Linked DNA regions of Sus scrofa: regions 1, 2, 4 and 5 are each linked to region 3. A link is a contact called in public Hi-C, HiChIP or PLAC-seq and promoter capture Hi-C data. All regions are on one chromosome and are shown on one strand. Each heading gives the region's core, a stretch centred on a gene start, on an enhancer-like site or on the middle of the called end of the contact. The rest is flanking DNA. Distances are from core to core; before and after follow the strand shown.

The links. Promoter capture Hi-C pulls out the DNA fragments that hold promoters and counts their contacts. Hi-C and Micro-C count contacts between places; a contact is called where the count stands out from the background. HiChIP or PLAC-seq counts read pairs in DNA pulled down with a chosen protein or histone mark.
Region 1: an H3K27ac HiChIP or PLAC-seq map of alveolar macrophages shows a contact between it and region 3. The contact joins the promoter of EIF4EBP1 here to the promoter of LETM2 in region 3. A contact is called at or near these places in 2 of 5 promoter capture datasets (fetal liver and liver), 2 of 47 Hi-C or Micro-C datasets (embryonic fibroblasts and mesenteric adipose tissue) and 2 of 2 datasets of contacts at active chromatin or transcription factors (alveolar macrophages and skeletal muscle).
Region 2: a contact with region 3 is called in a Hi-C map of heart right ventricle, with 3 times the contacts expected there. The contact joins the promoter of PLPBP here to the promoter of LETM2 in region 3. A contact is called at or near these places in 1 of 5 promoter capture datasets (fetal liver), 1 of 47 Hi-C or Micro-C datasets (heart right ventricle) and 1 of 2 datasets of contacts at active chromatin or transcription factors (alveolar macrophages).
Region 4: a Hi-C map of embryonic fibroblasts shows a contact between it and region 3, with 2.8 times the contacts expected there. The contact joins the promoter of BRF2 here to the promoter of LETM2 in region 3. A contact is called at or near these places in 1 of 47 Hi-C or Micro-C datasets (embryonic fibroblasts) and 1 of 2 datasets of contacts at active chromatin or transcription factors (alveolar macrophages).
Region 5: a promoter capture Hi-C map of fetal liver shows a contact between it and region 3, with 2.3 times the contacts expected there. The contact joins the promoter of ASH2L here to the promoter of LETM2 in region 3. A contact is called at or near these places in 1 of 5 promoter capture datasets (fetal liver), 6 of 47 Hi-C or Micro-C datasets (embryonic fibroblasts, heart right ventricle, liver and 2 more) and 2 of 2 datasets of contacts at active chromatin or transcription factors (alveolar macrophages and skeletal muscle).

What each region holds. Positions count from the first base shown.
Region 1 is chr15:48,440,504-48,446,340 of Sscrofa11.1, forward strand. EIF4EBP1 (eukaryotic translation initiation factor 4E binding protein 1) reads right to left here and starts at 2,870. Exons shown (of 3, transcript NM_001244225.1): 1 at 2,690-2,870. The coding sequence starts at 2,834.
Region 2 is chr15:48,632,036-48,637,921 of Sscrofa11.1, forward strand. It overlaps PLPBP (proline synthase co-transcribed bacterial homolog protein), which reads right to left and starts at 4,549. Exons shown (of 8, transcript XM_003133369.4): 1 at 4,258-4,549; 2 at 1,814-1,921; 3 at 1,692-1,727; 4 at 1,139-1,214. The coding sequence starts at 4,356.
Region 3 is chr15:48,129,951-48,135,334 of Sscrofa11.1, forward strand. It overlaps LETM2 (LETM1 domain-containing protein LETM2, mitochondrial), which reads right to left and starts at 2,476. Exons shown (of 9, transcript XM_013984075.2): 1 at 1,974-2,476; 2 at 487-567. The coding sequence starts at 533. All of the region lies in intron 1 of NSD3 (histone-lysine N-methyltransferase NSD3), which reads left to right.
Region 4 is chr15:48,566,410-48,572,491 of Sscrofa11.1, forward strand. It overlaps BRF2 (transcription factor IIIB 50 kDa subunit), which reads left to right and starts at 1,798. Exons shown (of 4, transcript XM_003133367.6): 1 at 1,798-2,090; 2 at 2,762-2,821; 3 at 4,193-4,514; 4 at 5,326-6,082. The coding sequence starts at 1,937. The coding sequence ends at 6,043.
Region 5 is chr15:48,416,152-48,421,936 of Sscrofa11.1, forward strand. It overlaps ASH2L (ASH2 like histone lysine methyltransferase complex subunit), which reads right to left and starts at 1,376. Exons shown (of 16, transcript NM_001243568.1): 1 at 1,171-1,376; 2 at 463-529; 3 at 1-62. The coding sequence starts at 1,358.

The DNA of each region.
Region 1 (5,837 bases), core at 1,620-4,119, 310 kb after region 3:
TTCTGACCCACTCAAAGGTTCTGCTGGTTTATGGTGTTACTGGAGATTTTTAAGACCCCACAGACTCAAATATTCACCTGTGACACTCCCTTAGGTCACTTTCTCTCAAGTTCTCCAGACCACCTAACTTCAGATCAGGGGCTCAGCCTAGGGAGGGTAAATGACCATGAAAAGCAAACTGAACTCAGAGGAATGGAGATGGTTCAAATAATTTGCTCTCCTTTTCCTCTAGGGACAAACACTGCAGTGCCCTTTCTAGCAAGAGTGACCAGTGGACACTCACTCCAAAAGCTTTTTTTTTGGCCTTTTCTTTGCAGAAGTTTCCGGGCTAGGGATTGAAGCCAAGCCACAGCAGTGACCTGAGCCACAGCAGTGACAATGCTGGATCCTTAACATGCTGAGCCACCAAGGAACTCCTCCAAAAAGCTCTTGACACACCCCCACCCTCTGTCAAAAACCTGGATCTGCAGACCCTTCTGTAAAGAAGAATGCTAAGTCCAACCTCAAGAATTTACCTGAATAGAAGCATCACTTTGTGTCAAACCCCAGAGGTCTGAAAGGGTGAGGGTTGTCATATTCGTCACTCACTCCTGAGTACTCAGAGCTTGGTACTTACACCAATGGCTGGGAGCTAGTTAGAAATGCTGGATCTCAGGCCTTACCCCCTCAACTGAAGAATCAGAATCTGCTATGAAATGAGGCCCCAGGTCATTCACATGCACATTGAAGACTGAGAAACAGCACCCCAGATGGAAGCAGAAGCGGGGTAGGAATGACCTTTTTTCATGAGGTCAAGTTCCTCTATGGGCAGGGCAAAGGGGTGGGCTGAAGTGGGCTTTGGAGTTAGACCCCACACTTTGGCTGAGGCAGAGGCAAGCCTGGGTTCTCCGGATTATGGACTATGGGCTGTGCCTCCCCAGCTGGACATCTCAGACAAGAAAAAAGCTGGCTTCAGGCTCCGGGCACTGCTGGCTTCCTTCCAGTTGGCTGCCAAAATGAAGCTACCGATGCAGAAGCGCCTTTCCCTCTTTCTCAACCAGAGATCTTCAAAAGGAGGGAGGGTGGCTGAGGTCTGCCCCCAACTCCCATTCCCCAGTCCAAAGTGAGAAGTGGGTGGGAGTTCCCTGTAAACAGCACCCCTGGCTATTGGTCCCAATTTGATCCACCCCCACCTAGCAACAAAGGTACAAAACAGGGCTACCTGAGCCATCAGGCTGCCTGAGTGCCCACCCTGAACAGATCAAGCAGGGGTTCACACTCTCACTTGAAGGAGCCCCCAAATTGTCCAAATAGGTCCCAAGAGACACAGAAAAAGCAGAACAGCACAGACTACATAAGGTCTAGCTTGGACAGACAATTTGAGTCAAGAGTGGCAAATAGGATCGCTGGGCATTTGTCCTTGAATCATTTTTAATAGACGAGACAGAATTTCTCCCCTCTATGCTTGGCTGCTATTTCTTGTTCAATGTGGGAAAATGGTATGACATGGGACAGTGGACACGTTTTTCCAAATTGGGGCCTGGGTGCCAGTTCTGGCCTATAAGGCAGCTCGGTTGCACAAGAACATCTAAGATCCTTAAAAGTTCTAACGTTGTGTGTTTTGGATCAAACAGCCCAGGGCTCGGATCTGGCTGCGCTCGCTGGTGGTGGGACAGCTGCTTGAGAAAATAAGCATGTGGCCCCGACGCTGGCAGGCGGCTAGGCTGCAGCTCCGCCCGCGGCCGCCCGCACCCGTGTTTCTCAGCGAAGCGCCAGGATCGGTGGAGTTTTTCGAGTAGTTTGGGAAGCAGCGGTGGAAGCGGGTGTAGGGGAGGGAAGAAGGGCAGAAACGGGTGAGCGCAGTGCGAGAACGAAAGAGAAGTGGTGAGCCACGAGGATTTCATCATGCAAACGCGCCGGCAGGTTTCATCAGCGCCCATACGCCAGGGCTCCGGAGCTGGCAGGGAATGCCAGGCTCCCGAGCGCAGCCCAAGGCTGCCCCCGCCCCGCGCCAGCTCAGCTTCCTCTTCCTCATCAACTCTCTGGGAGGTCACACGGCCCCCCTCCCCCCCGGAGAGAAGAACGTGTTTTTCTGCACAGCGTTGCCCGCGGCCCCGGGTTCCTTCGCGGAGATCCTCAAGCCTAAAAGGGCAATTTGTTCCAGAAGCCGCCGAGGCTCCAAAGCTGGGGGTGCCCCGGGAAGGAAAACGGTCTCTGCCAAGAGCCATTCACCCCAACAGAGAGCGCCCATCCCGACCCCTAAAAACCTCAGGCCAGCCCTCTCCGTGGTTGGGAGGCCAACCTGACCCCACCCTATTCAGCCTCAGAACAGCCCCCAACACCCACAAGGGGCAGCACACCTCGGCCTATGGCAGTCCTGGAAGCGAGCGCTTGTTTTTGGCGGGGGGAATCAGCTGTCTCTCCCAGAAAGAAGGAGCTATAAGGTGGCATTTGCAGCCGCGGCTCTGGAGCACGCACCCCTAGGGCAGGCAATGGAAGGCGCCCCCCGCGCCCCCCTGTCGTTCCAGGTGGCCACCTCCGTGCCCCTCACAGCCACCCTCGTGCCCCTTATCCGTTCTTTCCAGTCACCACGCCCCGAAGCCCTGTCGCCCCGTCCAACTGGAGTTCCCTATCCCTCCCCCTGGCCAGTCAGTCCTTCCCAGCGTCCGCACCCAGAGACCCCGAGCGGCGCCCCCGGGCCCGCGCCTACCTCCTGGGGTGGTGCTGAAGAGCGTGCCGCCGGGAGTGGTGCTGTAGTCCCCGGGCGGCAGCTGCACGCCATCGCCGAGGACCACCCGGCGAGTGGTGGGGATTGCCCGGCTTGGGGTCTGGCTGCAGCTGCTGCCGCTGGACATGGTCTCCCGCGCGAGGAGCCCGGACCCAGAGCGTGGCCCTGGCGCCCCTCTGGCCTCGCTCTGCCTCGCTCGGGCCCGCCCCGCCCGAGACCGCCCCTTCCGCCGCCTGGGCTGCCACCCCCTGGGATTTGTAGTTCCCGCTGCGCTGCCGCCCCGCCCACCGCCCGGGGGCTGCGGGCACAGGAGTCCTCTTCCGCGCTGGGTCCCGGGCACCCCACAGACGGGCTCCTGAGCGTAGTTGCTAGCGCCGCTCCCCTATTCCTTTCCGCCTCCTAGCTGCCCCGCCGCTAATCCCTTCGGGTCCCCGAGAGCCACGCGGGCAGGAACCGGTGGATGGGAAGGAAGATTCCGAGGCTTGCCTGTGTTAATGCCTTTCTAGCTCGGACTGCGCTGGGGTCCCAGCGGACCCAGCCCACTCTGGAAAGGCTAGCTGCAACACTGGGACATCAGGCGAGAAGGTCCCCTGCCTCCGAAAGCCTTCCGTGTTCCGTGCTCTATTTCCTCAGATGAGAAAGCGAGGATTGGTTGGTCATTCATCAATTTATTGAACATTCACGATGTGGCAGTCGTGGAAGAAATGTAGAATTAGGATCTGGGGACAAAACATCAAGCTGGGTGATGAGGGCTAAACCCGGAGCGAGGAGGCTGGGAGGGAGTGGACGTCGGTGGTGGTGGGGAAATATTGGTCAAAGAAGGTTATTTGCAGCCCTTTGAGTTGGGTCAGTGGATCCTGACCCCCACGCTGCCCGAAGTTTGGCAGGAGCTCTTTATTATTATTTATTATTTATTTTTTTAATCTTTTCGCCATTTTCTTGGGCCGCTCCCGCGGCACATGGAGGTTCCCAGGCTAGGGGTCTAATCGGAGCTGTAGCCACCGGCCTACACCACAGCCATAGCAACGCGAGATCCGAGCTGCGTCTACAACCTACACCACAGCTCACGGCAGCGCCGGATCCTTAACCCACTGAGCAAGGCCAGGGATCGAACCCTCAACCTCATGGTTCCTAGTCAGATTCGTTAACCACTGTGCCACGACGGGAACTCGCCTGAACTCACTTGAACTCCCCTGGCAGGAGCTCTTTAAATGAACGCAGGAACAAACGAAGGAATATTCAAGTGGAGGACAAAAAAACCTGTGGTGGCCACATCCGGGAAGAGTAGAGAGAGAAAAGTTTAAAAGAGAAATCCAGGGAATTCCCTTTTGGCAGAAGTGGTTAAGGGTCAGGCATTGTCACCGTAGCAGTGACTCAGGTCACTGTTGTGGTACCGGTTCCATCCCTTGCCTGGGAACTTCCACATGCTGGGTGGCAGGAAAGAAAGAAAGGATGGAGGAAGGAAGGAAGAAAGGAAGGAGGGAGGGAAGGAGGAAGGAAGGAGAGAGAGAGAAGAAAGAAAGAAAGAGGAGTGTCCGGAGTTCCCTCGAGCTCCCCTTGTGGCACAGGGGAAATGAATCTGAAGAGGAACCATGAGGTTGTTAATTCTATCCCTGGGCTCGCTCAGTGGGTTAAGGATGTGACATTGCCATGAGTTGTGGTGTAGGTCGCAGACTCGACTGGGATCTGGCATTACAGTGGCTGTAGCTCCCATTCAACCCCTAACCTGGGAACCTCTATATGCCAGGAAGTGCAGCCGTAAAAATAAAAAAAAAAGAAAAAGAAAAAAGAAAGAGGAGTTCCTGTTGTGGCTCATCGGTAAGGAACCCGACTAATATCCATGAGGATGCAGGTTCAATCCCTGACACCAGATTGCTGTGGCTATGGCGTAGGCTAGCAGCTGCAGCTCCAATTCCACCCCTAGCCTGGGAACTTGTGGCCCTTAAAACAAAGAAAGAAAAGGGAAATAGAGCTGACTTGTGAAAAAGCTTTTAAATCAGGCCAGGGTGTTTAGACTTGGTCATCCAAGGCGGTAGCTATCAGAGAGAGATCTTTTAAGCAGGGGGGTGATTATCTTTAAGAGAGGTAACTCTTAGCCATAGATTTTGAGAATGGACTACTGGAGGGTGAGGCTGGAGATAGAGAGACCGGTTAGATTTGGTCATTCCTGAGCTAAATTGTAGGCCTATGCTGTCCGGCATGGTAGCCACGGCCACTGAGCGCTTGGAGTGTAGTTAGTCCACAATCACAAGTGTAAAGTACATACCAGATTTCAAAGACTTAGTGTGGAAAAAAACATAAAATATTTCAATAACTTGTTTTGTACCAATTATACGATGAAGTAATATTTTGTGTATATTGGGTTAAGTAAAATCTATCATTAAAATTTAATTTCATCTGCTTCTCTTTACCTTTTCGGCAGTACTGTAAGAAATTTATAGACTGTAGAATCATCCAATTTTGGCTCTGGCCACGTACATTACTGGTCATCCAGGACAATACTTACCTCCATCTTACTGAAAAACAAAACAAAACAAAAAAACCCCAGAAGCCCAGGAGGAACAGCGGTTTGCCCAAGATCACACAGCTGGAAAATGCCTGAGATAGGACTAGGACCCAGTCTTGCCTCCTTCCCTAGCCAGCCCTTTTTTCACCACATAAGGAAACAAAGTGGCCCATCCACCACACCTCCTTGGTAGGACTGTTTTGAAAAGATTTATTCTGTTGTCAGACCTGATTGTTTGGTTAGAGCTGAAATTCTAGGGAAAGGGCAGTTTAGAACACTTCACATTCACCATGACCTCTGAACGGAGGGCTGCACAGAGGCAAAGCAAGTCTGAAGGCTGCAGGGGAGCCAAAGGTGGGGGCTGGCTAGACCTGGGGCCCCTCATGGGTACAGGAGGATCACTAGCCTGGGCCGAGGGGTATGGTCTTTGACAGACTCCCTCCTGAATTCTGTTTCCTGGCCAGACATTTCACCTATGGCAATTTCCGCCTCGTTATGGAGCAGGGACAGAGCAGGAGGCATTCGCATCAAGTCTTGTAATTAAATATCAGCTCTTATAGGGCAGGGACTGTGGGTTTACTCACACGCTCACCTTTTCACAAAATTAAAAAAAATTTTTTAAAT
Region 2 (5,886 bases), core at 3,299-5,798, 500 kb after region 3:
GGTATGAGCCTGCTGTGGCCTCCTTTGTTTGGAACAGCAAGAAAGTTATTTTTTTCTTCATCACCTAAAACTCTTCCTCTGAGTTTCTATTTGGGACCGGTGGACAGAGGTCAAGTTTCGGCAACAAATATAGTTCCCTGGGCTCTACAGTAGGTTCTTGTTGTTTACCTATTTTATGTACAGTAGTCTGTATCTGTTAATCCCAAACTCCTAACTTATCCCTCCCTTCCCCCTAGTCATACGGCTAAATCTTTCTAGTTAGTTAATCCTTTTTTTTTTTTTTTTTTTTTTGGCTACACACATGACATGTAGAAGTTCTCCAGTCAGGGATCAAACCCGAGCCACAGCAGTGACAATGCTGGATCTGTAACCACTGAGCCACCAGGGAACTCCCAGTTAATTTTTTTTGTTAATTTTTTTGTCTTTTTTTTGCCATTTCTTGGGCTGCTCCCGCAGCATATAGAGGTTCCCAGGCTAGGGGTCAAATCGGAGCTATAGCCATCAGCCTACACCACAGCCACAGCAACGTGGGATCCGAGCCACGTCTGCAACCTACACCACAGCTCACGGCAATGCCGGATCCTTAACCCACTGAGCAAGGCCAGGGATTGAACCTGCAACCTCATGGTTCCTAGTCGGATTTGTTAACCACTGAGCCACGACAGGAACTCCCCAGTTAATTTTTAATTTTATTTTGTTTACTGTAGTTCACTGTATATTGTATTTTATTATTATATACTGTACTTGTAATACATAAAATTAACATATTTTTGTATTTTATTTACTGTAGCCTTTCATTTAAAGGGAAAAGGACAAAAGTGTCACCTTTGGCAGCTGAAAAATTTTAAGGGCTTTGGTTCCTTTCAATTTACTTCACAGCCCACCAGAAAATATCTAATGTGCAGAGGGGGGCAGGTTCCCAAGAATGTGGTACCCAGTCAATTGTGAGTTCACACTGTTCTTATTATGATGTCTTCTCATGTCGAGAACTAAGATTTCTTTCCCAAAAGAAATTGCAAAGCACAAACAGCAAATTTGAAACATTCTAAAAATCTGTTATCTCTTCCACAGAAGGTACCGTATGTAAGTGATACAAAGATCAAGAAATTGTGTCATCATATTTAGAATTTTATCTTACCCATCAATTTGTTGACATTTTGTTTCTGGAGATGGCCAATGAAGTGCCATTTGATCTCAGGACACGAAGACAGAATCTGAGGAGAAAGAGGTGACCATGTTTGACTTAGACTGTGTGGAGGCCTTGCTGCCTCAACTACCTTGCACGTTCCCCTCTGACCTTTCAGAGCTTATGCAATAAACCACTATCATCGTCATCTTCAGTCAGGCTCCTGAGGATACTCAGGGGAAACCTAGGGCTTCTGTTATGTGTCACTTGTTCCAATCCACTCCCTCTTTCTTTCTGATATTGCCCATTAAAAAAAAATCAACTAATAAGAGCTTTCAAATGTCAAAAGGATCCAAGATCATAGCAAGCTCCTAAAATCACCAGCTTCAAAAAGCTGCACAGGAGAAAACCAGTCTTAAGAAACTCTAGATGAGAAATATTTGGGGCTCAAGGTGAGTGTATTTCTACCATCAGATCTAAAACTCTACCACCAGCGTGGGTTTTTAATTCTCAACTGAAAAGTCAAGAATTTATTTACAAACTAAATAATTCAGATTCCACTTACTTTAGGGTTTGAGGCTTTTTCGAGCAGTTCTTGAACCTAAAGGGTAAAAACAGAACAAGTCAGGAGCCTGGCAACCATGACTCTTCCCAGGGCACAAGCGCAGTTTGGAAAAGGACTCTTACGTAGTTCTCCCCGAAAATGCGCTGGCCGTGATTGTAGGCCTCGATCACCATGTCTGCAGGCTTGGTCTTGCTGACCGCTACGAGCCGGGGCTGGATGGCGGGGAGTTCCTGCCAAGAGGGAGAGAGCCAAGATGAGTGAGCATTTGGGAATAAGATCCCAGTAAGTCCTATAGGATAGCCTGGAGAATTGATTGCACAGATCTTTAACTTGGCATTGTGTAAGATCCACTATTCTTTTTCCTTTTCTTTAATGACTGTATCTGTGGCATATGGAAGTTCCCGCACTAGGGGTCGAATCAGAGCTGCAGCTGCCGGCCTACACCACAGCCGCGGCAATGCCAGATCCGAGCTGCATCCATGACCTACATCACAACTGGCAGCAACATCAGATCCTTAACCCACTGAGCAAGGCCAGGAATCAATCTGCATCCTCAGGGAGACTACTTCAGGTTCTTAACCCGCTAAGCCACAATGGGCACTAGGGGATCTATTTTCTAACACTGCGGGAAGATGAGTAGCAAATGATGTTGACGAAAAGTCTTCTGTATGCTTGTATTGAAATCTAATGTGCTTAGCTACTGAATATTAAGCAAAAGACTTCTCTCTCAGGAGAGCTGGGCAGGTAAGTAAAAGCAGTGGTTCCTTAAAGTGTGGTCTTTGACCAATGGCATCAGTTAACACCTGGGTCCCCCTCCAGATCTGCTGAATCTGAATCTCAGGGTGTAGTCTTTGAATCTCCTTTCAAACAAACTCCTTTCAAACAAACTTTATCAGACAATACTCTTGCATACCAAGGTGGGTGGTTTAAGAAGCACTTCATTAAGGGAAGGCATCTCTGTTAGGAAGGGAGGCCACTTTTGGCTTCTGAAACCCCAAGATGAACATCTGGCTAACCCCAAGGTTAATTACACTCTGGTCCTGGGGTAATTATTAATATTGCCCACGTGCACTCTCAAAAGCGACGCCCTTAGGGTTACTGTAGTTTTTTTCCTTCCTTTTTTGGCTGCCCCATGGCATATGGAGTTCCCAGGCCAGGGATCAGATCTTAGCTGCTGCTGATCCCTAACTCACTGTGCTGGGTCAGGGATTGAACTTTTGTCGCAATGCTCCAGAGATGCCATTGATCTTGCTGTGTTACAGTGTAATTGTTCAGTCTAATCAAGAACCAGGGGCCAAACTGATGCAAAGACACAGAAGACTCTGGACTCAGGATAAGGTTTATCCGACCCCCTTCTCACGGCCATTATGTAAAGAGCGGGGCTTCCCTGAATTCTGCTGCAACCAAATCCACACAGAGAAGAGATTCATCTGTCCTCACATGGCTTCATTTTCATTACCCCATCACCCTCCGGAACTTTTACAGAATCAATGTTCTCAAAGGGTCTGAAGAGTAAGATCAATTAACAGAGTTTCCCCTTCCTTCTGAGGGCTGCACTGCTGACTTTTTATGAGACTGTGTCATGTTTCCTAGAATTATGAGGTAACAGTCTTTAGGGAAAAAAAGTGGAACAGGTAGCCCATCTGCGTAAGTTATGTTGGGAGAACTCCCCAGGGCGATATTTCTTAGGGGAATCTCTAGCTTAGCTTTTTCTTGGAGGATCATTAATGCCGGAAGGAGGAAATTCAGGGCTAGAGTAACTAACTGACTTGTTTAAAATAATACCTAATTAACAGCCCAGAAAAAGCTATACTAATACAGGTCTTCTGTCTCCAGGCCAGCTGAGCTCTGACACTAAATGCTTAATCAGAGAAAACTTTGATCTCTCTATTCAAATATGTCTCACACCACACCTTTCAGCTTAAACTTGCACTGAGGAGGGGCAGATGGTAACCTTTAAGTAAGTTCCAAGATACCAACTATATATAAGGGGGAAAAAAATCTCATCTTAAACTGCTTGGGAATGGATGTCTAGTTCCCTCCTGCCCCAAACGCACAAGTGCAGCTCTAGTGTCACCCAAGTACGGCCAATCCACCCTTTCCTTCGTTTTCGGGTGGAACTGACATTTACTGTGCATCTACTATCTGGGACGCTGCCACACACGTGATCTCGGCAGATCTGGCCTCCTTTGGGTACTCCTGCAGTGGACATCCCCTTCTGCAGCCTCTGGGTGCAGGCCTGATCCCTCTCCCCTCTGCCAAGGCGGCTGATCCCGACACAAAGCCAGATGGGTAAATGGTCGCGATGCCTGGAGATCAGTCATTTTCCCGGGGTAGCGATACCTTTTGCTCCAACTAAGCCAACCTCCAGAAAACCTGACAGATGCTGAGGAATCCTTTTACCAGCCTCCTGGGGTCTCGGCAACCCGTGCCAAAGCCAAGGCGGCGGCCAGCTCTCGCTCCTGCGGGGAGACCCCTCTGCGTCACCGTGACGACCCATTCCCACGCAGGCGTCTCATCTCCTCCAAGCGGCCGCCCACCGTCCCCACGAGGTCCCTTTTCTTACCCGCGGCCGTCGCGCCACCGCCTGCTGCACGCGCTCATTCACTGCCCGCAGAGCGAAACCGATTCCCAGCTCCGCCGACATGCTGCCAGCCTTCCACATTCCACAGAACCGACTTCCAGCCCCGTACCCGGGCACCCGAGGCTAAATCCCCTTCCGGTCCCGCCCAGCTCACGTCTCCGTGTTGCCCGTCTTCGTCTCAGCCAATCGTCAGTATGGGGAGGGGCGGGAGGGGCGGCCCCGCCCTAGGTGTGCCATCTTGGGGAGGTCGCCGCGAGGCGGGGCGGGGCACTCGGGTGCGGAGGGGCTGTGACGTACTTCCGGGGTTGCCGGAGGGCGGGGCTTTCCACCTAGCCGTAGCCCGCAGACGCAGTTGAGGGACAGAAGGGGGCAGGAGAGGTCCCTTAGGTCCTCTTCCCAGTTGTGGGAGATAACGGCTTTTATCTCAGATGATTTTGGGGAGAGGAGAAGGCATAGAAAAAGAGTTCCCTCCTGGCTCAGCGGGTTAATGATCCCGCTTTGTCATTGCTGTGGCTCCGGTTACAGCTGTGGCCAAGTTTGGTGCCTGGCCAGTCACTTCTACAGGCCGCGGGTGTGGCCAAAAATAAATATTTAAAAATATATAAAAGAAAATTGTTTCTGAAGAACATGGTAGGATCCCAATGTACCGAATTATTTTCCTCTGGTTATCCTTTAGATCAGTGCCCAATAGAAATATGATGTGATCCGAACATGTAATTTAAAATTTTCTAGGAGTTCCCATCGTGGTGCAGTGGAAACGAATCCGACTGGGAACCATGAGGTTTCGGTTCGATCCCTGGCCTCGCTCAGTGGGTTAAGGATCTGGTGTTGCCTTGAGCTGTGGTGTAGGTCCCAGACACGGCTTGGATCTGGTGTTGCCGTGGTGTAAGCCAGCAGCAACAGCTCGGATTAGATCCCCCAGCGTGGGAACCTCCGCATGCCAGTGGGTGCGGCCCTAAAAGGACAAAAAACAAAAATAAATAAAATTTTCTAATAGGCACAGAAAGTTAAGAAAAATTAATGAATACTTTTTTTTTTTTTTTTTTTTTGTCTTTTTGCTATTTCTTTGGGCCGCTCCCGCGGCATATGGAGGTTCCCAGGCTAGGGGTCTAATCGGAGCTGTAGCCGCTGGCCTACACCAGAGCCACAGCAACGCAGGATCCGAGCCGCGTCTGCAACCTACACCACAGCTCACGGCAACGGCGGATCGTTAACCCACTGAGCAAGGGCAGGGACCGAACCCGCAACCTCATGGTTCCTAGTCGGATTCGTTAACCACTGCGCCACGATGGGAACTCCCTGAATACATTTTCTATAGCCCAATATACCCAAAGTAAAGTTTAAACATAACCAATAGAAAAAGTTAATGAGATAGTTGAGGTTTGTTGTCTTTTTGTCTTTATAGGGCTGCACTGGTGGCATATGGAGGTTCCCAGGCTAGGAGTCTAATCTGACCTGTAGCTGCCAGCCTATGCCAGAGCCACAGCAACGCCAGATCCAAGCTGCATCTGCAAACTACACCACAGCTCATGGCAACGCCTGATCCTTAACCCACGGAGCGAGGCCAATGATCTAACCCATAATCTCATGGTTCCCAGTCGGATTCCTTTC
Region 3 (5,384 bases), core at 1,226-3,725:
ACCTGTACCACACTTGTACAAAATTACTCAGCCTGAGTTCTAAAGCATATAGAAAATCTGGGGTAAAAATTTAAATACATTAAAACGTTAGCTTCCTAAAAATCAACAGAGTTAAAACCAACAAAGCTTTAATTGCGCACTAAGTCTATCCTTTTATATCTACCTTTTCCATCTAGAAGCATAGAGTTCATATAAATTGGGGGGAGGATACCTGAGTTCCTGTTGTGGCACAAGGGAAACGAATCTGACTAGTATCCATGAGGATGTGGATTCGTTCTCTGGCCTCCCTCAGTGAGTTGGGGATTGGTGTTGCCATGAGCTGTGGTGTAGGTTGCAGATGTGGCTCAGAGCCCATGTTGCTGTGGCTGTGGTGTAGGCCAGCAGCTACAACTCTGATTCAACCCCTAGCCTGGGAACTTCCATGCTGAGTGTGTGGCCCAAAAAGAAGAAAAAAAAAATCAGGGAGGGGTTAATTCCAAGGCTTACCTTGCTCCAGCAATAGCTAAGACTGTTTTATAACTGTAGAAGGCCATAGTTATATTTGTCTCGATGAGTTAACATAGGGATCTAGGCAGAAGGAGTAAGTAAACAATTCAGTACTTTAAAAACATCGATTATACAGAGAGTAGGATTTAAATGTTTTTAACTATCGCAAGGGTAGAAACTCTGCATATTCTATTCAAGGTGTCAAATCTCCCTCAAGTTCATTTCCTATAATCACGAATTTGAGAATGGGACTTTAAGACCTCCACAAATAGAAATGATCTCTAATATGATGATGCTGGTGATGATAGGGTCTTCAAAGACATTTTGATATCTGGTCAATAGCACTCAATAATTCACTTGAATGTCTGCCAACTGTTGAAGAAGCTAATCAAGACACACTTATTTGTAGCTTAAAAATACAGGTAGACAGTAAACAGCCTGGGTTTGTTTTCAGTAGTTTTTTCCCCCACCTGGCCAAGCTGCCGCCAGTACTCGATAGCTGCCGAAAGTACTCGTTTTCATAATATTGAAAATATACATAGTACCTACTAAGAATTTGAATGGAGATGAACAGGTGTCCTGAGCTAGTGATTCTCCAAAGAGCCCAAACCGACCTTTAAATAAGCTTTACCAAAATCTTTGTCCATACTATGGCGCTTTTCAGCCATAGGATGGAGAAAGAACTTTAGTATCTCACAGCGTCAGCCCGTTTTCCTGAAGCTGGGAAAGGAGTACAAGTCTCTCCAGGAGGGAAATCTCATCCACAGAGCTGACATTTTGAACAATTTAAATAATACCTTGAAATATCTGAACCCAGACTAAGGGCGGGTGGTCTCCTGCTGGAGAGAGACCAGACCCCATCCGGCGGTTAATCTAGTTTCGGCCGGGGGCACTCTCAGCCAGGACCGAATGCAACCACTTCCCGGGAGAGCCGGGGCGGGGTTGGGGCAGAATCGGGGCGGGGCCGGGAGGCCAGGCCCACCTGCGCCTTCTCGCCGCGGCGCCCTCTCGCCCGGATCCCGGGCTCTCCCGGTTACCTTTGCCTCCGATTCTCGACGACGTCGGGGCAGAACGCTCCCTACGCTTTCCCAGCCGATGGCTTTTGTGCGCGTTGTGCGTTAGTGGACTGTGTTTGCTGTGGTGGGGTCGGAGGTTGGGGGGGGGGTCTTTGTTTTTTGGATCGGGGGTGGTGCAGGCACTGGCCTTGGCAATCCTGCTTTTTGGAAGGAAGGCGAGGAGAAGCCGGGCGCAGGGTACGTAAGATAACGAGGAAGCGAAGCACGGAAAGAGCAGGGATGGAAAGTTGGGGGCGGGGGCGGAGAGCCGAGGTCAGGGGCTGAGGAGAGCGCTGGGTGGGGACTGGAAACTGTCGGGAAAATCAGAGCGCTGATGGGAGGAGCAGGATGTGGAGGGAGTGGGCTCTGGAGGAAAACAGGCAGGCGCGGTCCACCAAGCAACAGCTTAAGGACTTGACCCGCCCACCCTACCTCCTCCGGCCGGCTCCCGGGAACGGCTGCCTCAGTCCTCCAGTGCCTTCCCAATTCCCCTCCTCCCCCAGCTGCCCCAGCTAGAAGGGCCCGAAGCCCTATCTATGGCTCCACCTCTTTCCTCATCCGTTACGTCACTCTGAGTGACGACACCACCCACCAATGAGCTCTGAGATTCTGGGGCGCGAGGTCGTCCTTCGCGTAGGCATCCCAGGGGACCGCAAGGTCTGGTTCCACCCGCCAAAGGACTCCTTTACTGGGTTTAGTTTAAGGAGTGTCTATGCTGGGCGGAGGGCGGGCGCGCTCAACGGTCTTGTCCACATTTTGTAGGCTGTGGACTCCCACCTCCAAAACCCTTCCTTGGAGGCCGGATTAAAGAAGCTTTTACCCTATCGATAGCATAATATGTCTGATAGTCGCCATGGTAACAATCTCGGAGTACGAATTACATCACTTTGCTATATTCACCCCACCTTCCAACTCCGCAACTGCGGGGAGGGGTGGGCGGCAGGGAAAGAAGTGGGGAGAGGGAGTGGCAGAAAGGGCGGGAATGGTTAAGAAAAACATCCCTCTCCTATCTTCAGGGCCCCAAACTGGAGTGCTGTGAAGTCTTCGTATGGAAGTCTGAATTCCACTAAAAATTTCTTTATAAATGTTCTAAGTTATTATGATCAGTAGTTTCTGTAGAAATCTCAAAATAACATGTAAAAAAGAAAAAGTATATATAGTAGCCGTGCAGTAACATAGCACTTCAGTTCTTAGGATGGGTAACTGGGCCTTCTGGAAAAGGAAAAGATCTAAAAATGTTCTCGCCCCCCAATTATCTCTACTTATCCATTTCATCTGGCTCTAGGAGGAAAAAAAATTTTTGGTGGTCTACTTTAACACCAGACAGCAAGGAATTGCTTTCACACGGAGAATATTTCTCTTAATATGTGCCTGACCACAGACTTTACTCATCTGGGCTGCACATTTAAAAATGCAGACAGCTTTTTTTTTTTTTTTTTTTAAGGGAAAGTATGATACAGACAGCTTTTAATCCACAAAGCATTTTTCAGCTAATGACCAAAAGTATCGACTATGTTAAATAGGCCAAACTTTACAGTTTGGCCACTAGAGGGCCCTTTGTGCACGTCTGATGCCCAACTTTCCACACAGAGGCTTCACCTTCTGTGTTTACCAGAATTAACACATCTATTTACAAAGCTTTGGTCTCCTTACCTTTCTTTCTTTGAAAATTCCCAATGGTAAATTTTGAGCTCTAAAAGGCTAGGTAGGTATAATTTTCACATTAATTTCATAAATTAATCACTGCACTATCATGTATATGTACTTTTCTGGAAAAGATCATAAAAGATGCAAAAATATTCCTCTCAGATCCCTGGGAGACATTTTATACCGGGAAATATTCTTATTCATGCATTGTATTCATTTACAACCAGACACAGTGAAAATCATTAAGTATTCATAAACCAGATGAATAATTCCAAGCCCAGTATTTGAAAGATGAGCTAGATTTTCTACCATGGCCATATGTCAGCAATCCTATTTTAAAAGGAGAAAGGTTAAGAATCTTACTTTTTGGGAGTTTCCATCGTGGCACAGCAGAAACGAATCTGACTAGGAACCATGAGGTTGTGTGTTCAATCCCTGGCCTCACTCAGCAGATTAAGGATCTGGTGTTGCTATGAGCTGTGGTGTAGGTCACAAATCTAGCTGGGATCTGGTGTCACTGTGGCTGTGGTGTAGGATGGCAGCTGTACCTCTGATTAGACCCCAGCCTGGGAACCTACATATGCCGCCAGTGTGGCCCTAAAAAGACAAAAAGGAAAAAATAAAGAGTCTTTCTTATTGAAATCCATTAGTTCAAAGCAATGTTGCCTTCTCTTGTTATCAGTCCTGGTGATTTTTTTGACTTTCAGGATAAGTGATTTATCATGTAATGAGTTTTTGAATATAATCTTCAGAAGAGAAAAACTTTTTTTTCCTCCCTAAGCTGAGCCCTGAGAATTGTATTAGATTACTGTCTTAAGAAACTGCAGAGCTCCCAATGTGGCTCAGCAGTAATAAACCCGATTAGTATCCATGAGGATTTGGGTTCAATCCCTGGCCCTACTCAGTGGGTTAAGAATCCATCATTGCCCTGAGCTGCAGTGTAGGTCCAGACACAACTACACCTGTGGATCTGGCGTTGCCATGGCTGTAGTATAGGCCTTCAGCTGCAGCTGTGATTCCACCCTTAGCCTAGGAAATTCCATATGCAAGGTGTGACCGGAGGCGGGGGGAAGCTTTTCTCACTTTCTATGGAGAAAGCATGATCTGAACCTCTTAAGACACTAAAAATTTAAATTATTATTTTTAATGGCCAGTCCCCTAAATACAGCTCCAGATCAAATATTATTAACAATGTATATGTTATGCAGGACGAGACCATGCATTTACTTTCCTTAAATTTAATTTTAAACTCTTGTCAGCATAGCTTTAGAAGCAGTTTAAAATAAAATCCCTGGAAATAATTTACCATAGTCTCCTCAAGGGGAAAAATCCAGATGTCAGACCAAGGAAACAGCTTATCAACAAAGCAAGGAGGATACAGGAAGGTGGGAAAGAAGGATGGCAGTAGAAAGGATCACAGGAAAGAAAAATGACCAATTTAACCTCTCTTTCCAGGAGATAGAGTCAAACACTTGAAATAAGCTCAGAGATCCTTTAGAGATCTCTGTGTTAAAAAAGACATTGAAAACAAACAAAAATGTGCTTTTTATTGATTTCTTTAACTTTTGTAGCACAACCATAGGAACCACTCAAGTATAGGTTTAGAAAGAGTTAACGATTAATAGTAATGGGGGAGTTCCCATTGTGCCCCAGCAGTTTAGGGACCCCCACGTTGCTTCTGTGAGAGTTTGGGTTCCATCCCTGGTCTCCTTAGTGGGTTAAGTATCTTCCTTGTGCTGCATGCTAGCGTAGGTCAAAGATGCCGAGGGTATCCAGTGTTGCCGTGGTTGTGGTTGTGGTTGTGGCTGTGGCTAGGTCTCAGCTGCAGCTCCCTTTCCACCCCTGGCCCGGGAACATCCATATGCTGCAGGGGCTGCCAGTAAAGAGAGAGAGAAAAAAAAAAAAAAAGTAAGGGAATGCTTAATTATGAATATCAACAATAGTATCATTAACAGTTTTTTAAAGAACGAATGCATAATTAGTAATCACGAAAATAACTGATCTGTAGGAATCTTTAAATTTCTTGTTTAAGTGGTATTTAAAGATAAAAATTGCAGGAAATGCCCCCAAAGTTACCAAATAGATCCAGCACTGTGACATCGATGGCGAGTATAACGTCTAGGGTGATCAATTTTACTCTTCTCAGAACGGAATATTGGTTTCCTCTGATCTCTGCCTGTGGTTCCTTTGTACGTT
Region 4 (6,082 bases), core at 548-3,047, 440 kb after region 3:
CTAGGTCACCAGGGAACTCCTGGTTTGGTTTGTTTGTTTTTTGTTTTTGCTTTTTAGAGCCCTACCCATGGCATACGGAAGTTCTCAGGCTAGGGGTCGAATCAGAGCTACACCTGCCAGCCTACGCTACGGCCACAGCAATACCCAATCTGAGCTGCATCTTTGACCTATACCACAGCTCGGATCCTTAATCCACTGAGCAAGGCTAGGGATTGAACCTACATCTTCACAAATACTAGTCTGGTGCATGACCACTGAGCCATAACAGGAACTCCTGGTTGGTTTTTATTTTTATTTGTATTTTTAAAATTTTATGGCTGCACCTGCAGCATGTGGAAGTTCCTGGGCCAGGGACTGAATCTGAACCACAACTGGGACTTATGCCATAGCTGTGTAATACCGAGCCATTTAACCCACTCACTAGGCCAGAAATTGAACCTGCACCTCTTCAGCGACTCAAGCTGCTGCAGTCGGATATTTATTTATTTAAAAACATTTTAATTATAGTTGACTTGCAATGTTCTGTCAATTTCTGCTGTACAGCAAAGTGACCCAGTTATACATGCATACACATTCTTTTTCTCATATTATCTTCTATCATGTTCTATCACAAGTGATTGGATATAAGTCCCTGAGCTATACAGCAGGACCTCATTGCTTATCCATTCTAAATGTAATAGTTTGGGAGTTCCCACTGTGGCTCAGTGGTAACAAACCTGACTAGTATCCATGGGGACGCAGGTTCAATCCCTGGCCTTGTTCAATGGGTTAAGGATCTGGTGTTGCCTTGAGCTATGGTATAGGTTGCAGAGGCAGCTCGGGTTTGGTGTTGCTGTGGTGTAAGCCAGCAGCTACAGCTCCAATTCAACCCCTAGCCTGGGAACTTCCATATGCTGTGAGTAGGACCATAAAAAGACAAAAGGAAGGAAGGAAGGAAGGAAGGAAGGAAGGAAGAAGGAAGGAAGGAAGGAAGAAAGAAAGAAAGAAAGAAAGAAAGAAAGAAAGAAAGAAAGAAAGAAAGAAAGAAAGAAAAAGAAAATACCTCTTTGATGACTTTTAATTTATGCTCAAACATGACATACAAAATCTCTAATTGGTAAGCTTGGTTTCTATAACACTGCTAGCGGCACAGTTTTCCTCAAGATTCTTTGATCTGTGCTATATACCATGCTAGGAACTTTGGAGCTAGAATCTTGGAGCATCTTAAAGCTCAAGGTTTTAAAAACATCCGCATCTGCTTGAACCCTCCAGATTGCCAAAGGCCTCACCACCCCATATTCTTTCTCTCCAACTCCTTTAGACATTCTTTGCCTAGCCTCTGAAGGCATTTGAGGGTGCCACTCTGGATTTTAATTCAACTCCTTTATTCCACAGTTGAGAAAAATGGACTGCAAAGAGAAGAGACAACTGGCTCGAGGTGAAGGCGCTCTGGAAGGAACACAGTTCCCTGCCCTCTCACTAGACCACTCTCCCTTTTAGACACAAACTTTGTACCATGGCCCAAATCAACGTTCCTTACCAAAGGGAAATGGAGCATCTACGATTCCCCTAGCGCTTTAGAAAAAAGAGTTCTTTGTGGATGGCAACAATTTTCTTGTATATTATGCGTATCCATGCATGTAAAAAGCTCACCCAAATGCAACTGCTAGTCTAGCCCACCTCAAACTAACTACAGTTTGCGGAGAACCCGAAGACGCAGTCCAGCAGGAACCCCCGTCTCCTGGCTCACATTTCTACCCGAGTCCTCAGAGGAAAGGACCGGAAGTGGGGCGTGGCCGAGGAGGAACTACCCATAGTACGGCTGTCACGCTGGCCGGAAGGAGGTGGTGCAGGCCTTAGAAAGCTCCGCTCCTACTTCCTGTTTGCAACACTGTTGCTGTTGTCGACGTTAGGGGCGGTTACCCGAAGGCTTCCTCGGCTCTGGACGGGTTGTAAGATGCCGGGAAGAGGCCGCTGCCCCGATTGCGGCTCCACTGAGCTGGTGGAAGACTCACACTATTCGCAGAGCCAGCTGGTGTGCTCCGACTGCGGCTGTGTGGTCACCGAGGGAGTCCTTACGACCACCTTCAGTGATGAGGGCAACCTCCGAGGTACCTTGCGGGCTTTTCCAGGGCAATGGATAACAGCCTGGGGGCAGTGGAGTGATTGACGTCGAGATTCTTATCTCCTGCCTTTTCCTGGTCACATGCACGGGAGAAAATGGCCTAAAGTGAACGAGTGAGCTGTAGAAGCTCAGGGACTGCGGTTTATCTGTGTTTTTCTAGCAAGGTATTTGGTATTAATAAACGCTGAATAAATGAAATCAAGAGAGAAAGCTGCACTCAATTTACCTAGTCTGGGCATGGTGGAAGGATTGCGGATCAATTCTTTACGAATACAGAAAATACTATTACCGCAAAGTAGTTTTGAGCACTAATTGGCAAAAGCATCTTTTTTTTTTTTTTTTTTTCTTCCCTCTCTGCTCTTCAAGTCTGTGACCAATGCAACCCTCAGAATATTCAGTCAGGAAAATTGCCTGAATTGGATGTACAAGAGAGATGGCTGGAACACTTGGAGCTGCTTTAGTGCAGTCCTAATCTTCCTAAATTTCTTTGTATTGGGTACTGTTTGTGGTCATAGAAAATCAGATGGACCTTTAATGTGCAAAGATGGGACAAGAAGTGGATGCGTCCTGGTTTGGCTCCTGGGTTTTGTGTGGTGGGAGGGCAAGGGTGTGGCACGTGGAGGCTAAACAAGCTATTTGTTGCCCATTATCTTACAGAAGTAACATATTCCCGAAGCACAGGGGAAAATGAACAAGTTAGTCGCAGCCAGCAACGAGGTGAGAATAAACCTTTTATGACATAGTGCTTTAAAGAAAACTCTCCTGATGGTCCAGCCCATCTACTTATCTTTCCTGTTTTCAGCATTACTGTGTAAGGCTGAGTTGAAGAGAATGGTAATTAAAAATAAAGGATGATAGGGTTTCCTGGTGGCTCAGTTGGTTAAGGATCTGGTGTTGTCCTGCTATGACTTGGGTTGCTGCTGTCGCATGGGTTCGATCCCTGGCCCAGGAACTTCCACATGTCACGGGCATGGCAAAAAAAAAGAAAGGAAGGGAGCGAGGAGATGGTTCTAAGAGAGGTAGCAATTAGGTGGAAGATTCAGGTTTGCTTGGGGATTTGTTTGAGGTAGACTAAGGAGCTCAGATGCAAACTTTGGCTTGGCCACAAATCAAACCAGCCTCCAAAAGATGGGGCACTGAAATGTGACTTCTTTCTATAAGTGACTTTGTGCCTCCCAAATGTCCTCACTAAGTGTCGCTGTTGTCATTATAGAAAGGTTTGTTATTTGTGCATCTCATATCTGAGGCAGGTTTACCAGAAATTGCTGGGAGCTGCATGATGGCTCCTTTGACCCCTTTATGTAGAATATCATGCCATCTGCAGACAGTGACAGTTTTACTGCTTCTTTTCCGCTTTTTTTTTTTTAATTTTTAATATAATTTTATTTTTTTTTCTTTTGTCTTTTTAGGGCCATATCCATGGCAAATGGAGGGTCCCATGCTAGGGGTTGAATCAGAGCTGTAGCCTCTGGCCTACACCAGAACAACAGCAATGTGAGATCCAAGCCACGTCTGCGACCTATACCACAGCTCACAGCAACGCTGGATCCTTAACCCACTGAGTGAGGCCAGGGATCGAACCGGCGTCCTCATGGATATGGGATTTGTTAACCACTGAGCCATGACGGGAACTCTTTTTCTAGTTTGGATTCCTATTGTTTCTGTTCCTCCTCCGATTGCTCTGGTTAGATCTTCCAAAACTCTGTTGAATAAAAATGGTGAGGGTGGGCATCCTTGTCTTGTTCGTGATCTTAGAGGAAAGGCTTTCAGCTTTACATCGTTGAATGTGATGTTAGCTCTGTGTTTGTCATATGTGGTCTTCCTTATGTTGAGATATGTTCCCTCTATGCCCACACTCTGGAGAGTTTTTACTGTAAATGGATGTTGAATTTTATAAAACACTTTTTCTGTATCTATTGAGATGACCATATGGTTTCTATGGTTCATTTTGGTGTGTCACATTTGTTGACTTGTGGATATTGAAAAATCCTTGTATCCCTGGGATAAATCCCACTTGGTTGTGGTATATCATCCTTTTAAAGATCATTCTTTATTGTTGGGACTAACTCCTGCTATGGGTTTTCCTAGGTCTCCGCCGAGTGAGAGACCTCTGTCGAGTTCTGCAGCTACCACCAACATTTGAGGACACGGCAGTTGCCTACTACCAACAGGCATACCAGCACTCTGGCATCCGTGCTGCCAGGCTGCAAAAGAAGGAGGTGTTGGTCGGGTGCTGTGTCTTAATTACCTGCCGGCAGCGTAACTGGCCCCTGACCATGGGAACCATCTGCACCCTAATCTATGCAGATTTGGATGTGTTTTCTGGCACCTACATGCAGATGGTGAAGCTCCTGGGGCTAGACGTGCCGTCTCTGTGCTTGGCAGACCTGGTGAAGACTTACTGTAGCAGGTACCTGCTGTGTGGGAGACGCTGGGTTGGGGTGGGACCTGAACCCTTTTATCTCTAGCTGCCTCTTTTTGACCAGGCGCATTTCCAAGGATGTGGGAGAGAAGTCTCTTCTCCCTCTCCCAGGCTTAGTAGTAGTCACATTGATCCCGTTTTACATTTCTAGAATGGTATAATTTTCAAATCCCTTTGCCCACAGCACCCTAATGATGTAGGAAGTAGGTATTAGCCTTGGCATAGGGCTCTTGAGGTCCACCTCTCATGTTTTGCGTGGCTGAATGCTGTGACCCTGCCTCGGGAGGATCACCTGTGATTAGACCCAAGAAGTTATTAGTAAATGACAGGGTGGAGCTAGAAGCTAAATTTTATTGTTGTTCTAAGTAGCTGTGTCCTTTTCCTTTTTTTCTGGTAAATAATAGTAGAAAGCAAAGGCTATCGGTGTCAGATAATCCTGGGTTTGAAGCTTGGTTATTTCCAAGCTGGGTAACTGTGGGCAAGTTTTTCCAACTCTCAATGCACATAACAGGGTATTGAGTAGATTAAAGGAGAACACCTGTAAAGCACTCAGAAGGATGGCTGGCAGGGGGTGGTCAACAAATGTTAGCTCCCTGCCTTCTCCTGCCCTTCACTTCTCCAGCAGAAGGCTCATCCTGTCCTCTCTGGTACCCGGATGACCTTGCTGCCCAGCAGGCGTGAGTGTTTCCAGGAGGGTAGAACAGCTTGCTATCTTCCTCAGTTTGGAAGAGCAGTCCCCTGCTACCCCCCACCGCATCCCGTCGGTGTTGAGACCAGACCGTCTTTTTGGTTATTTCAGCTTCAAACTTTTTCAAGCCTCCCCGTCTGTGCCAGCCAAGTACGTGGAAGACAAGGAGAAGATGCTGTCTCGAACACTGCAGCTGGTGGAGCTGGCGGATGAGACGTGGCTGGTGACTGGGCGGCATCCCCTACCTGTCGTTACTGCTGCCACTTTCCTGGCCTGGCAGTCGCTGCAGCCTTCTGATCGGCTGACTTGTTCCCTGGCCCGATTTTGTAAATTGGCAAACGTGGACCTTCCCTACCCTGCTGCCTCCCGCCTGCAGGAGCTGTTGGCCGTGCTGCTGCGGATGGCCGGGCAGCTGGCCTGGTTGCAGGTTCTGAAGCTTGACAAGCGGTCTGTGGTGAAGCACATCGGTGACCTCCTCCAGCACCGCCACACGCTAGTCCGCAAGGCCTTTCGAGATGGAACCTCAGAGACAGACGAGCGGGAGAAGGAGCTGCCGGGGCAGGGACAGGGGAAGGAGGAGGCGGGGAGCAGCTCTGTAGATTTGCCTGAGGGGAAGCGGCCAGCGAGTCCTGCCCCCCTCCTCCCACCCTGCATGTTGAAGCCCCCAAAGCGGATCTGTCCCACCCCCCCTGTCTCCACGGTCACCGGCGATGAGAACATTTCTGATAGTGAGATTGAGCAATACTTGCGTACCCCTCAGGAAGTTAGGGACTTCCAGAAAGCCCAGGCTGCTGGACAGGCCACCACGAGTGGTCCTAACCCTCCCTGATGCACATCCAGAGTTGGGGCTGCCTCACCCCGACCTGAG
Region 5 (5,785 bases), core at 126-2,625, 290 kb after region 3:
TTCTCTTCATCCACGGAGCCCGCCTGAGTATCCATCACCTCTGAAGTATCCCCAGCACCTTCCTGTGTCCGCAGAGCCATTACAGAATCAAGTTAACTAACCTAATGGTATTTTGATTTGCTTGAAAACTTCAAAAAACCAACTTCCACAATGGGAGTTCCCATTCTGGTTCAGCGGTAAAAACCCGAATAGTATCTGTGAGGATGTGGGTTCGATCCCTGGCCCCGCTCTGTGAGTTAAGGATCCCACGTTGCTATGAGCTGTGGTGTAGGTCACCGACACAGCTTGGATCTTGCGTTGCTGTGGCTGTGTCATAGGCTGGCAGCTGTAGCTCTGATTTGACCCCTAGCCTGCGAACTTCTATATGCCGCAGCTGTGGCCTTAAAATGAAAAAAAAAATTTTTAAGTAAAAAATAAAAACCAACTGTTTTGCCCTGCAAACGTGCCAAAACAAATACTTACTAGTGTATCTTTTCCATTAGAGGATTCCGTCTCCAAGCCACCACTTACATCAACCGAGTTTGCATCCCTGTTGAGATAAGGAAAGCACTCAAGCACTGAATTTTCAAGAGAAACAAACCCAAAAACGCCTACTCCCAAAGATGTTGATTCAACTACAGCTGAATTTCACAGTCCTACACCTTTTTCAGCCAAGCTTGTTCTCAGACTGGATGCCCAGGGTTGGGAAGAATGTGGCCAAGTTGGACGCAAGCCCACCGGGCACAGGGAAACCTAATCGATCCCTACAGAAATTCTACACGGAGTGGAATCGGTCCTGGGGGAGGTTCGTAGAGATGCAGCTCTTCATCACAGTTTTCAGAAGGACCATTACTTCCTCCAGTCTGGCAATGCAAAAGTGGTTTCCTCTCCGGGATTTGTGAAGGGTTCCGGCTATTACAGTGAATTACCAGGCCCCTGCCGGGGTGCTAGGGCCGGGAGGTACAAGAAACCTGGCTCGAAAGGTGAGGAAAGGGGCGTAGTCTGAGATGCAGTTCAGAAGGGACGGGTCAAATGGCGGGCGGGACTAAGGTCCCAGAGCGGACAGGGGGAGCCGTTGGCCGCAAGGCCTAGGTTCGGTGGGGGCGGACAGGAGGGCTCCCAGGAGCCGCGGGATTCCGAGAGGGGCGGGTCTCCCTCCCCCTGTGCTCCTCGGGCCGCAGGACGTCTCACCCGCTTTCCGCCTCTCCCGACACTGGCTCCGCGGCTGGAGTAACAGACGTCCCCTCGCCAGCCGGAGCGGCTGCTACCGCTGCTACCGGCTTCGTCTCCCCTTCTTCTGCCGGTGTTGCATTTACGGCCGCTGTTGGGCCGGTTCCTGCACCCACTCCCGGGCCGGGTCCAGTTCCCGCCGCCGCCATCCCTGCCGCCTTCCAGACTTCTCGCGAGATTACTATGTGGGTCTCGCGCGAGTTGCTGATCTGCCCTCTAACCCTCAAATAGTAAAGGCTTTCTGTGGGTCCACCGCCTGCCTAGGGAAGGCGCTCTCCCAGCCCGCTTTAAGATCGGCGGGCAGGCAGAGATGGGCGGGACCTCGGGGCTCCTAAGCCACCGACACACCCCGCCAGGTGTTGGGCGGAGGAGGCGTGTTGACCACTGGGATTTCGTCTACGATGCACTTTATTTCCAGGGTGGGCGCTGCCCCTTTTCGGTTCTAAGAAAGGAAGCTACCGTGTGATTGATGCGCCTTTGAGAGCGCTGGCAGCCTAGGGACTTTGAACGCTGTGGTGTGCAGTGCAAACGTTCTTCACGGTTAAAATGTGGGAAACGTCTTCCCGCCCCGAAGTAGTTAGTTGTACTGCCCTAGTGATCTGCCACTTTGAGCGGGTTTCCAGGTGATGTCTAGAGATGGAAGCCTAGACAGGCTGAATCCAGAGCCCCAGCTACACAGGCGAGTGCTGGGGAGGGGATGTGAATGGAGTCTCCAGGCGAAGAGGTGGAACGCAGTGTGTGTTCTAGAAGCTGCAAGCTCCTTAATACTGTGAGAGAAGGAAGATGAAGCCCGAGTGCTGGAGGACTTGAGAGTTTAGAGAAGCTTGGTCTTTAGAGAAAGGAACAGGTGTGGACTAAAGGTAAGAACCTGAGCAGTCAACAACAATGCAGGTAGATGAGATCATTGGAGTAAGTGGAAGCATTCGGAGCCATGGTCCCCAAGCTTGAGAATACAAACTCCTGGAAGTATTAGGGCCAGGACAGTTTTCAGGAAGTCATTGTTTATATCTTAATACACCTTTATTTTCTGCTTGTTGGGTTGTTTGTTTTGCCTTTTAGGGCTTCTGGTGCAGCATATTGAGTTGTCAGGCTAGGGGTGAAATGGGAGCTACAGCTGCCGGCCTCTGCCACAGCCAGAGCAAAGCAGGATCTGAGCTGCGTCTGCGACCTACAGACTTACACCAAACGCTGGATCCCCCACCCACTGAGTGAGACCAGAGACTGAGCCGGCGTCCTCAGATACTAGTAGGCTTTATTTTCACTGCACCACAATGGGAACTCCTATTTTTTTTAATTTTATTATAGTCGATTTACAGTGTGTCCATTTCTGCTGTATAGCAAAGTGACCCAGTCATACATATGTATTTCCTCATATTATCTTCCATTATGGTCTATCATAAGAGATTGAATAAAGTTCCCTGTGTTGTACGGCAGGACCTTATTGCTTATCCATTCTAAATGTAATAGTTTTCATCTACTAACTCTAAACTCCCAGTCCATCCCACTCCCTCCTCCTTGGCAACTGCAAATCTGTTCTCCTAGTTTGAGTGTTTTAATTCTGTAGATAGGTTCACTTGTGCCACATTTTAGATTACACATGTAGGTGATATCACAAGTGTATTTATCTTTCTGACTTAATTTCACTTAGTATGAGAATTTCTAGTTGCCTAATACACCTTTTTCCATTTTACCAAAGAAACGTATACCTCTCTCCAATGCTGAAGCCCAGTCTTACTATGCTGTATTGTTCCAGGGTATACACTCTGGAACATCAAACACCAGAGCAATTGAAAATATGTAGATATTTTGATTTCCCAATTGCTTCCCACTGGTCCTATTAGCCTTGCCTACTTTTATCCACAGGTGAACTTTTTGGGGAATTTCCCTAAAATCTTGACTCTCAAATATTCTCTTCCCTCACCCCAAGCTCTTACCATTTTAGTTCCTGCCTTCTCCTCCAGACTTTGGACACTGTATTCCTCCAGTTTTTCCTCTCCCTCTGCTTTCTCAGGTGCCACAGTTAATCATCTGAACTGCCCTCTTTATAGCATCTTTATTGTCTCTAATCCTGGCCCTTACTTTTTTACCTGTGAGACAAAACTGAAAGCTCAGATGAAATGTTCCCACTTATCTTTGCTGTGATACACATATGTTGAAGATCACGGAAGCTAGGAATTGAAGTCACACAGCAGATGTGGAGGCTCAGCCACCAATATTTTCTCTGGGTCTCCTGTTCCCCTTACAAATGGCATCTTATTCCATCCCTCTTCTTTCCTCTAGTCTGGAGAGACGGATTCCCTTCCTACCATCGGGTATAGCTTCTCTGTCTCCACTAGCTGATTCAGCCCTTCCACCCACTTTCTTCAGAAAGTTGCTCCATCAACTACCATTTTGCCAATATTTTCAATCTCTGGTCCCTAAGGATGTATAAAACTGTTTCACCAGCCTTGACCACTTGGTTAATGTGATATCTGCCAGTTTTTCCACTGTAAAAATTACTATTTTCATTTTCCACATTCTATTCTAAAAGCAGTCACCAAGTCTAGGCCATACATTCAAGTGACTGGGAAATTCAAGTTCTACCTCCTAAAGGAAGGAGTATCCAAGATTTTGTGGCCATATGTTAAAATTGCCACCACAGGGAATTCCCGTTATGGCTCAGCAGGCTGAGAACCCTACACAGAGACCGTGAGGATGCGAGTTCACTCAGTGGGTTAAGGATCCGGCATTGCCACAAGCTCCAGTGTAGACCAGCAACTACAGCTCTGAATAGACCCCCAAGCCCAGGAACTTGTATATGCTGCAGGTGTGGCCCTAAAATAAATAAAATAGACATTATAATAAATATTAGGGAGGGGGTAGCTCCCATGATGGCTCAGCAGTTAACAAACCCGACTAGCATCCATTAGGTTGTGGATTCCATCCCTGGTCTCGCTCAGTGGGTTAAGGATCCATCGTTGCCGTGAGCTGTGGTGTGGGTTGCAGACACAGCTCAGATCCCAAGTTGCTGTGGGTGTGGCGTAGGCTGGCAGCTATAGCTCTGATTGGACCCCTAGTCTGGGAACCTCCATATGCTGCAGATGCAGCCCTAAAAAGACCAAAAAAAAAAAATATATATATATATATATATATATGTATATATATTAGGGAGGGATATTTTGAGTCTGGGCAATTCTGTTTTGTGCTGAGGGGATTTTTTTTTCCCCTTTTCTTAGGGGGGCAGCGGGGGGGCAGGGCGTGCCAACGCATGTGAAAGTTCCCAAACCAGGGACTGAACCCACACCATAGCAGCAACCCAAGCTGCTGCGGTGGCAATGCCAGAATCCTTAACCCACTGTACCACAAAAGAACTCCAAGAAGCAATTTTTTTTTTGACTGATGGAATTTCCGGACTTGAGAATAAAAAAGGAGTATAAAATAAAAAAAAAAAACAGTATTATACCATGATCATAATTCTGTGTATTTGTTGGTATACACAAAGAAAAATCTGGAATTATGCTCACTAGACTTTTATCAGTGGCTATCTCTGAGGAATTGGAGGTGATTACAGAAATTTTCTACTCTTCCCACAATTGTAGTTTCTGTGATTAGAGAAACTTTCTACTCTTCCCACATTTTAGATTTTTCTATGAATTAGATTTAGAATCAGAAAAAAAAGAACACATTTTTTAAAGCTTCACACATTAATGGACTAAGCCACACAAAGTAATTTGTCCCATGTAAGCAGATAGGGTTGGGGTTAGGGTCCCTGGAGAAAAGAACCAGGTATGGCTTTCTTGACTTAAATCATTTTTGGTCTAAGCCATTCTGTAATCTAAGCCTGGCCACAATGCTTGTCAGAATAGGTCTCAGTAATAATGATCTTAAGAGAACAAAAGGACAAACTTATCAGGCAAGAGAAGTAACAGTAAAGGTCAATTGTAAAGATTCCCAGTTCTGGAGTTCCCAATCTGGTACAGTGGGTTAAGAATCTGACAGAAGCAGCTTGGTTTGCTATGGAGGTACGGGTTTGACCCCTGGCCCATAGCAGTGGTTTAAAGGATCTAGTGTTGCTCCAGTTGTAGCATAGGTCAAAGCTGTGGTTCTCATTCAGTCTCTGGCCTGGGAACTTCCATATACCATGGATGTGGCCATTTAAAAAAAAAAAAAGGGAGTGTATGTTGCAGCTCAGCAGTAACGAACCTGACTAGTATCCATGAGGATGTGGGTTTGATCCCTGACCTCACTCAGTGGGTTAAGGATCCTGTATTGCCACAAGCTACGGTGTAGGTTAAAGATGGGGCTCAGATCCTGCATTGCTGCGGCTATGGTGTAGTTTAGCAGCTGCAGCTCTGATTCAGTCCCAAGCCTGGGAACTTCCATATGCCACAGGTGTGGCCCTTAAAAAAAAAAAGTATTCCTTACCAACTTTAGCTGTGGACCAAGAATGACATCCATTACACTTGTGAAGAGGAAAGTGTTAGTTCTCCAGAAGAATTGTATTTAATTTTATTTATTTATTTATACTTTTGGGAGCCACATCCATGGCATATGGAAGTTCCCAGGCTAGTAGTAGAATCAGGGCCACAAGCCTACA